Linked DNA regions of Mus musculus: region 2 is linked to region 1. A link is a contact called in public promoter capture Hi-C data. All regions are on one chromosome and are shown on one strand. Each heading gives the region's core, a stretch centred on a gene start, on an enhancer-like site or on the middle of the called end of the contact. The rest is flanking DNA. Distances are from core to core; before and after follow the strand shown.

Evidence for each region. Promoter capture Hi-C pulls out the DNA fragments that hold promoters and counts their contacts.
Region 2: a promoter capture Hi-C map of the 3T3-L1 cell line shows a contact between it and region 1, with 3 times the contacts expected there. The contact joins the promoter of Adamts4 here to the promoter of Olfml2b in region 1.

Annotation. Positions count from the first base shown.
Region 1 is chr1:170,642,569-170,647,479 of GRCm38.p6, forward strand. It overlaps Olfml2b (olfactomedin-like 2B), which reads left to right and starts at 1,964. Exons shown (of 8, transcript NM_177068.4): 1 at 1,964-2,527. The coding sequence starts at 2,354.
Region 2 is chr1:171,248,076-171,253,232 of GRCm38.p6, forward strand. It overlaps Adamts4 (a disintegrin-like and metallopeptidase (reprolysin type) with thrombospondin type 1 motif, 4), which reads left to right and starts at 2,054. Exons shown (of 9, transcript NM_172845.3): 1 at 2,054-3,394; 2 at 4,462-4,785; 3 at 5,012-5,144. The coding sequence starts at 2,774. It also overlaps a transcript of Ndufs2 not described here.

The DNA.
Region 1 (4,911 bases), core at 714-3,213:
GTCAGTGCTCTTAATTGCTGAGGCATCTCTCCAGCCCCTCAACATTTTTGTAAACTACATATATAGTATTACTACATATATAGTATTACTACATATATAGTATTACTACATATATAGTATTACTACATATATAGTATTACTACATATATAGTATTACTACATATATAGTATTACTACATATATAGTATTACTACATATATAGTATTACTACATATATAGTATTACTACATATATAGTATTACTACATATATAGTATTAACCACCACCTCCCCACTTAGTTTCATACAAGATTTGATAGTGTTCGTAGAAAGGTATATGTGTAGCATTCCTGCATCTAGAGACTTGGATTTCTCTCCACAAACTTTTCTCTTTTTAAGAAAATAGTAATTATTGTTATTATTAGGTTCAAGGGAGTGGCTCGGTGTCAGAAAGCTTGTCTAGGATCCTGGAGTCTCTGAGTTGTATCCCTATCAAGAAATGATAATATTAGTAATACTAAATGGTAACATTACACTTCTATCAACTATCATATCTAAGCTGGAGTCTGCTTTTGCTTGATTTATTACTTTCATTATCCCAACCTCTTTGCTTAGCATTAGGAACAAAGTATTCAGATTTCTCTAGGGGGTAGAATATCTTTTAGGTCTTTGCATTTGAAGGGATTGATATGCATCCAGCACAAGACATCCCAAGACCAAGTTCTCAGCCCAAAGGAGATTTATTTGCCCCCAAGGAACAAAGGGCAGGGAATACAAGTCAGGTGATAGAGAATGAAGGAGAAGGGGAAAGGAACACTGCCTCTGGATAGAGAGGAGGCAGATGTGGCACATAGGCAAATGACAGTTTATAAAGGTAAAGGGGAAGTCCCCTGTTTAGATGAGGGGTTTATTTTTGATTGTACAGATTAATTAGGGCAGCCAAAGGGAGGGGCCCTTAATAGCCTCAGGGGGCAGGAGTCGGCCAAAAGGGGGACTAGATCTTGGTGGCTGGCTTTAGGAATGTAATGGAACGGTTTTTAACAAGGAAGATGGGCTAGGAGAAGGCAAGGCCTGCCAGAGCCATGCCTGCCATGCTCAGCTCTGCTAGAGCCCCTCAGAATCGACCTGACTCTGCTGAGTATTTCAGAGTGGCAATTGTCCCAGAAGACTTAATGCTCTTTCCAAAAGTGACACATTGTTAATCTTCATAGTAGGCATATTCAGGGTCACTAATTAAAGAGCCCAAAAGAGGACCGCACCATTACATGTATATACCCTTTAGAGATTATCTGGCCAGATAGAGAGGCCTGTCCATTTGTCCCAAACCACGGAGACTGCAAGAGACATTCCCTGTGGTAGGCGTTTGATTCTGGGAAGTCACTAGGACAAACAGAACAGCAGAGACAGCAGAGACCTGTAGCCACTCTCCATATTTTAAAAATGTATCCAACTCCCTCCACATTCTGTCAGAGGTTCAAGATGCATCCTCTGGGTGGGGGTATTATCAGGTTCTAGGGTTGTAGCAGACATGAAGATTACAATTGTTCGTAAGTTCAAAGCTTCCCGTACTCCAGATGGAGTCAAGTTCCGGAAAACAAAACAAAACAAAACAAAAACCAACAACAATAAAACACTTCAAGAGAAGAGGTCGTGTTTCTCCGCTGTCCCGGTTGCAGTCCAGGGAGCAAGTCAGGGCTCCCCCGGAGCTCGGGCGTGAAGAAAACTCGAGAAAAGGCACACGGAGTCCCTCTCGGATGACCATTTACAATCAGATGCAAGGCCAGCAGCGCCCTTCCCACGCCAGCCGGCGCCCGCTTAAGCGCAGTGGCTGAACCCTAGAGGAGGCGGGGTCCCCGGGCGCAGCGCCCAAGTCTGTGCGCTTCCCGGTCCTCCTCCTCCGGGCCGTCACTGGCTGCATCTTTCTGCCCGGCACAATAGAGGCTCCGCCCTCCCTCCGCGCCAGCCCCGCGGCGCCCTGGGCCAGCAGCCCTCCCTTGCCTCCTGCGCTGTGGCCACTGTCCATCTTGCGCCCAGTCTCCGGGTGTCCCGAGTTTCCCGGCGCTAGCCTTCCACCTGAGCTCACGCTGCTGCGGCTTGCCCTCGTCGAGCCGGCGCCCTCCTCTGCTCCCTCAGTCACCTCTTTCTTGTGTCCTCTCTGCACAGTCTAAGCTGCTGGGGTCTGGGAGGAGATGTTCAGGGTCTCTGGGGAGCACAGTCCTGCTCCACTCAGCCACACCCAGCTTTAGACGTTAGACGGTTCTCTGAACATCTACTCTTCCGGACTCCAGTGAAGCCGCCTTCCAGCCTGTCTTTGCTGAGACCTCCGACCCAAGGTGGTCTCTGTAGGGACTAAAGTCCCTACTGTCGCATCTCTCATGGCCTATCCCCTGCCATTGGTTCTCTGCTTTGCTCTGGTGGTGGCACAGGTCTGGGGGTCCACTACACCTCCCACAGGGACAAGCGAGCCCCCTGATGTGCAAACAGTGGAGCCCACGGAAGATGACATTCTGCAAAACGAGGCGGACAACCAGGAGAACGTTTTATCTCAGGTAGGATGAGGAATCGCGTGCCCACCCCTCTTGCCTTGGGGGACCTCAAGGACCTGAGGCTGGTCCTGGATGAAAGATTTATGAGCAGCTGTTTTTCTCTGTATTTTTAGTGAAGTGGATGTTCACTTTTAGTTTATCACACTATATTGCTCGTTTGGTGTTGGACAGGCTTTCTCGTAGACCAGGCTGGCTTCCAGCTCACTTTATAGCTGAGGCTAGTCTTGAACTTCTGGTCCCTCTTACCTGCACTAAGAGTGGAGATTCTACAGCCCTGACTTTAGTTTTGTTGGGTTGTGTTAAAGTACTGTGTTAAAAAGTAAGGGCATGGGTCACAACTGTGGAGTGTTTCAGGCTTACCAAGTCAGGAGAAAGGAGAGGAAAGGAAAATACCACTGAGAAGAAAGGGGTGTGTGTGTGTGTGTGTGTGTGTGTGTGTGTGTGTGTGTGTGTGTGTGTGTGTGTGTGTGATGTAATGGTTGTGAAAAGTCCCTCTTGCCTATGAGACTGCCTGTCAGAATTGGAATGTGTAAACAGGAGGACAAGTTGGAAAGGAGGCAGATGGGATAGGTATAAGCCATGGGAGGTGGTTTATGGCTTCAGAGGAGACACTCGGACAGAAGCACTTGGTGAAGACAGAGTGTGTGATGTGCTACATGTGTGATGCTTATGAGGGGGACTCCAAAACAGAGGGATTTATGTTAAGACCTGGTGTACCTGGAGTGGAGTGTCAGTGCCGAGCCACACAGTTGTGGCTGATTCCCAGAGGGGGCCAAGCGACCCAGGATGGTGATTCGTGCTGTAGTGTGTCCGTTTATGAACTAACTCAGTCCTCAGAACACCCTGATTACCAGCCCTCTCAGAGATGAAGAGCAGAAGCTAAAAGGGAAAGAGGGAGAGCCTGGCTTCCAGCATGCTCCAGCCTGCTTCTCAGGACTGTAAGGGACGCTTCTCACACTTATGTGGCACTCCTGCTTTCCAAAGCTGGCATGCTGGTGTACAGTGGGCGTCTCCTTGGTCCTTGGGATGGATACTGTCCGAGGAAGGATGCTGAGTGCGTTGCCTGTACCTCCTCCAGGCCCTCAGTCTGGGTCTTCTCTCTCCGTAGAGAGAGCTGTCAGCCCTACTTTGGGGTTGATCAAACGCTGGTTTCTTCTTTTAATAATTATGCTAACATATGCCCTATGCCCACCCATAACCTCATACTGACCCTTAAATCGAAAAGACTTCAAATCCCTCCCACTGGGACTCTGGAAAACCATAAACAAAAGCTTGCCTGAAACCGGAGCCCCCTGAAGGGAAGGAACCCACCCATCCAGGGTTCTCTAAGGAGGACTGCGTAGGAATCTAGGCAGTTTCAGAAAGGAGACGGGAACGATTTACTATCAACGTGGGGAGACTGGCTGCTTACGTCACCCCAAGCTACCTACACCTCCTGCTTCCACTGGTGGAGTCTATATTTCACAACAATCCTAAAGCAAACATTAGCTTTAGCAGAAACCCAACCGTCTCAAGGAAAACATTACATGCCTTCTTCCCGCAGACAGCAAGGAACATTTGCAGGCTCCGAGCCTACCCACCCGCTGCCATCATTAGTCAACCAAGGAACCCCTCTGCCTGGTTAGGATGGGAGCCTTAGCTTTGGGGATGAGTTGATGGGGCTTACAGGGTGAGAGGACTTTCCTCCAGGGTAGGAACAGCAGAGAGCCCGAATAGGGAGCCTGGGAGGAGCGTGTACCCAGAAGGAAATGTTTAACATTGTAGAAGCAGCAAGCACAGCTAGTTTTGTTCTGGTTTTGGCCTGGGGTTTTGGTTCAGGAGCCAAAGGAACTCTTAGACTATGTAAACGTTACCGACTCCTGGACCTGTTTTCTTTCTGCCTCTACCAGCTCTTTCTGTCAATCTAATCCATCCTTGAAGGTTCCATCCTTGAAGGTTCACATCAAATACCACCTCCTCCAAGAGGTCTTCCCTAGATCCCAGGTAGAGCCTCATCTCCTAGCACAAGTGTTATCTCAGCTCTTCAGGGGCTTGAAGCATTGTCTAGTCTGGGTGGCTTATTTACAGTGGTCTCCATGGGAACAGGCTCTTTGCCTGGCCATCACTACCACTCAGTGTACTTTGTACTGGCGTGAGGAGGTACTCTGTAAGTCATGAATGAATGAAGCCCGTAGTCCTCACAAAGACCAGTTTTCTGATCCCTCTTTCAACTCTGTCTCTATTTCTAATATAAACCTGGATTGGAGCTGAGGGGCAGGGCTATTGAAAGAATGAGGTTTGGTTTTTGTTGTTTGTTTGTTTTGGGTTTTTTTTTCTTCTTTTAATGCTAAAAGGTTAAGGCTCTGCTGTGAAATACACATCTTTTCAAGGCCTTCATGCAAGAAGAA
Region 2 (5,157 bases), core at 804-3,303, 610 kb after region 1:
CAGCTGGGTGGAGCAGACAGACCAGGGGAGTGGCACCGAGCATTCTTTGTTGCAGAGGAAGAGGAGAAAGCCAGATTTCTAGGCTAAAAATTGACCTAATGGGAAGCATACCAAAGGGTGGGGCCAGAGATCCGTTGGCTGTGGGAACTGACCAAGACCTGGTGTAGACAAGGTGGTCCCCAGAAAGTCAAGGCAGAGGCTTGGTCCCCTTACCCTCTACAGCCACCTCTCCTTTTCTGGGCCTTTCTTCCTGAGATATAGTTTAAACACAAAATGTGGTGATGATGGGAGGGGGGGTTCCTCATTTTTGTGTTAATCCATCCTATGTGAAGTCAAGACAGACTCTAGCTTGCTTAGCCCTGGGGGTAGTTCAAGCAGGAACTGGGATGAGAACTCTTGGGGGGCTACCTAGGACACTGCATCTTTTGTGCCTTCTCCTTCTGCCAGCACCCCCCTCCCCACGTGCTGTAGCTGCCACTCTGTGGCCCTTTGTCTTTCACTGCTTAGTCACACTCTTTGTTCTCAGCTCAGATGGGGGGATGGAAAGGGGTAATAAGAGTATCCTGGTGACAGCTCCTCTTGCCCCTGTCCCTTCTGGTCCCTCATCCCTTGTGTGATTGACTCCTCCTGCCTCAGCCCCTCTGCTCAGGACCAGGGAGGGTCAGGGCATGTGATGGGTCAAGAGGTGAGACTGGAAATCACCAGAGGGTGGGTAGTTCAGGAAGTGATAGGCACCAGGACAGGTATTAGTGACGGGAGCAGGAAGGGAGGGGGAAGAGGAAGCATTCTGAGGAATATGATGTGGGGGACAGGAGCTGACCAGGCAGAGAATGAATAAGGGGACAGGGGCAGGGGAGGTGGGGCTTCTCTGGGAAAGGGAAGGGACTGCTGAGTGTACTCTCCTTCCTGGGGATTTCCTGGGGAAACAAGTGGCCATAGGGTGGAGTGAGCAGAAATTGCCCCGCTCCTGAATGCTTCATTTCCTTGCCTTGAGAGAGTGTGCTTTGGTTTCTTAGTCCCCCCCAGTTCTGGAAGCAGAAGAGTCATTAGTTCCCTCCTCTAACACCCACACACATACACATACTGGTCACTATCCCCATCCCAGGTTCTCTCTCTCTCTCTCTCTCTCTCTCACTCTCTCTCTCTCTCTCTGAGATGTGTGTGTGTGTGTGTGTGTGTGTGTGTGTCTCCTCCCCTCCCCCCATGGGAAATGAGGAGTCAAAGATTACTAGATATTCCAGGAACTATTGGATTTGAAAGGTGGGGTCAAGGAAGTAGCAGAGATGACTTCTGGGTGAGAGAGAGAGAGAGAGAGAGAGAGAGAGAGAGAGAGAGAGCGCAGGTCTTGTCTAGGTGAGGGTCTGGCTGACTTGAGGTAGTGGGGGTGTGCTGGGGTAGCTGGGTGTGGGTAGGAACGGGGCCAAGAGCCTGGGGGAATCTCCTGGGAGCTGAGCCAGGGAAATGGGCACTCAGGAAGTTGGGGAGGAGGAGGCCTAGGGTGGAATGGCTGTTCTATGCTTTAGACGCTGGGGTAACTCGGGGGGGGGGGGGGGGCTTCAGAGAGGGAGGGAGGGAGAGAAGGAGAATGAATGAGAACAGACCTACTCTGGATGTTCCTCCTATAAAAAGACAAGTAGTTAGCTCCTCCTTTTCTGTCTGTTTCTTTCTTGTTTCCATTCTAACAAAGTTCTAACAGCTGTCTCCTTGCCTTCCTGTGTGTACCACCTCTTCTTCTCAGTGCCTTGGTCCCATCCTCTCTTCTTTCTCTCCTAATGTTTTCTTACCTGTTCACCACTTCCTTTTAAACCCAGACAGCTTGGCTCTAACAGATTAGCCTCTGGGGTAAAGGGTAGCATAAATGACTTCCTCAAGGAAGTGAGGAAGCATAGGCTAGACCAGGCTGGATAGGAAGGACCTGAATTCTCCCAGGACAGAGTCTCATCTGTGACTGCTGTCCAGACCCTTTCCCCCAGTCCTGACCTCCCCTGGGGCTCTGTCCCACAAAAAAAAAAAAAAAAAAAAAAAAAAAAAAAAAAAAAGACCGGGAAAGAGACAGCTGAGGGCTGATGGTGGGATTTGGGAAAAAAGATGTGTCATCAGCTGGCTCAGTGCCTTAAATGCATCTGCTTGCTAGAGATTCCCTTCCCCTGGGCAAGTCCCTTCCCTCCCCCCCCCCTTCTTTTTTAAGGAAAAAAGAAAACCACTAAGGTCTTTGGGAAGCAATGATACATCCTCCATCCTTCAGAGTCCCAGTGACCAAGCTTCTGGCTGAGTGGCTTACAGATCTGCCACTCACACACAGAGGGCGGTTCTGGATGCTTAAAAGAGCTGGAGGGGAGAGAGGCTGGGGAGAACCCGGGGAAGACCCACAGATACACAGAAACGAGAGAGACAGAAGAGGAGAGAGACAGAGACAAAGAGACAGCAGCAGGAGGAGGAGGAGGAGGAGGCAAAGACAGGGCGAGCACTGAGGCAAAGCCAGACAGCTGAGCAGAGGGAGAAGCCAAGGAGTCACAGACAAAGACCTGGGACAGAAAGGCAAAGGAGGAAGTTTTGGAGCAGAAAGAACCCGTGGGCACTTTTCCTGAGCCCAGGGGCTGTTTTCTTTTTCATCTTCTCTGAAAGTCCCTAGCCCATTTAAAAACTTTGCCTCAGATTTTGGCACAAGCCCCAAAGCCCTTCTGGCTTTAACGAGGAGCCTTCCACAGTTAGGGTGTGGAGCATTTTGGTGCCGCAGATGGCCTCAATCCATCCCAGCTGCAGCCCGGGTACCATGTCCCAGATGGGCTTGCATCCCAGGAGGGGCTTGACTGGGCACTGGCTGCAAAGATTCCAACCCTGCTTGCCGCTTCACACTGTGCAGTGGCGGAGGCTGCTGCTGCTGGCCTTCCTCCTGTCCTTAGCGTGGCCCGCCAGCCCCCTCCCCCGGGAGGAGGAGATCGTGTTTCCAGAGAAGCTCAATGGCAGTAGCATCCTACCTGGATCAGGCGTTCCTGCCAGGCTGCTGTACCGATTGCCAGCCTTTGGGGAGATGTTGCTACTAGAACTAGAACAGGACCCTGGGGTGCAGGTAGAGGGTTTGACTGTACAGTACCTGGGCCAGGCACCTGAGATGCTGGGTGGGGCAGAGCCAGGTACCTACCTGACTGGCACCATCAATGGAGATCCGGAGTCGGTGGCATCTCTGCACTGGGACGGGGGAGCCCTATTAGGGGTACTGCAGTACCGTGGGGCCGAACTCCACCTCCAGCCTCTGGAAGGAGGCGCCCTTAACTCTGCTGGGGGACCGGGGGCTCACATCCTACGCCGGAAGAGTCCTGCCAGCAGCCAAGGTCCCATGTGCACCGTCAAGGCTCCTTCTGGGAGCCCGAGTCCCATTTCCCGCAGAACCAAGGTAGGCAACTCTGGAGATCATGCCCCGTGCCCGTATCATTCCTCCCGCCATGTCTGCCCTACTGACCCCTATTCACCCTCTCTCCTCCCACTTCCACTTGCAGCTTTCCAACTTCTCTCCTTCTCTCTGCCTTTCCCATCTCCACTACCCTTTCTTTGAAAAATCCTGGCTACTCCCTGCTTCGGTCCTTTGCTTTGCTCTGAGGATTCCCTGAGGTAGGTCAGATTCTCTGGGCCGGAATGACCTCTCCCCCTCTCTCCCCCGCCCCTTCCTGGCCCTGGAGTCTCCTGCTGACACAGTTCCCAGCAGTAAAGCTCTCCCAACAGCCTGTTGGCCTAGGCTCTTTTCTCTGCCCCAGTGATTTTTTACCCCCACCCCCAGCTACAGGAGTAAAATTTGAGGCCCGGGGGATTGAGTTTTTGGCTTCTGATGTTCCGTTTAAAATTGTTCTGGTAAACTGCAAACTAGGGCAGGAGGAGGCTGGCATCCCATACCTCTGGGTCAATCTTCTTCCCACACTGTGGGCTGACTGCAGGGCTGCCTGAGGCACTATCCTCCCTCCCTCCCACTCCTGGTCTCCCCCCTTCTTCTCCCCCCACCCTTCCTCTAGCTTTAATCCAGACCAGACACTCCTTCCACACCCGCCACGCTGAGATCTGGCTGTGGCCCTAGCTGCTGACTGAATTGTTCCTCCAACCACACAGTGCAGACACGTCGCCGCAGCTCAGCCTCTAGTCCTACTCCCACAAGCCCCGCCACACTTGGGGACCCTAGCGCCCCTCCTCCCTGAGTCAGTCCCAGCTGCTTTTCACCTCTGGGGCCCACTTAGCCATGAAACGTGGCAAGCCTCCTCTTCTTCCAGAACGACAGCTGATTCTTCAACATTACCACAAAAACACTGGGATTTGGGGTTAGGGGGAGGGCCCAAACCAGTCAGTCACTTCAGGAATCCTGAGGCACACGTGAGGGCCAGCTAACTCGGCTGAATTCTAGACCCCGGAATGAAGGGAGGTGAGAGAGATCTCAGGACCCTCCTCTCTCTCATTTTTTTTCTTCTTCTCCTCAAGCGCTTCGCTTCTCTGAGTAGATTCGTGGAGACACTGGTGGTAGCAGATGACAAGATGGCAGCATTCCATGGTACAGGGTTAAAGCGCTACCTGCTGACGGTTATGGCAGCTGCCGCTAAAGCCTTTAAACACCCAAGCATCCGAAACCCTGTCAACTTGGTGGTGACGCGCCTGGTGATCCTGGGGTCCGGCCAGGAAGGGCCCCAAGTGGGGCCAAGTGCCGCCCAGACCCTACGCAGCTTCTGCACCTGGCAGCGGGGCCTCAACACCCCTAACGACTCAGATCCTGACCACTTTGACACAGCCATTCTGTTCACCCGGCAGGTAAGGCCTCAGTCAGCACCACAGGAAAGGGACCACAACCCAGAGAGAGGCACAACCACTCCACGGGCCATGATGGAGAAGATGCCCCTGGAGTTACACACGAGCCTGGCGCCAGCCGCACAGCCATGGGGTGTCTATGTGAGCCCTGACCGTGCTGGCCCCAGCGTCTAGTTCCTTGCTAACCTGGATATCAGCCCTAAGCATCGTCTGTGCTCCTTCTCCACAGGACCTGTGTGGGGTCTCCACTTGTGACACCCTGGGTATGGCTGATGTGGGCACAGTGTGTGATCCAGCTAGGAGCTGTGCTATTGTGGAAGATGATGGGCTCCAGTCAGCCTTCACTGCTGCTCATGAACTGGGTAAGGAAGCTCT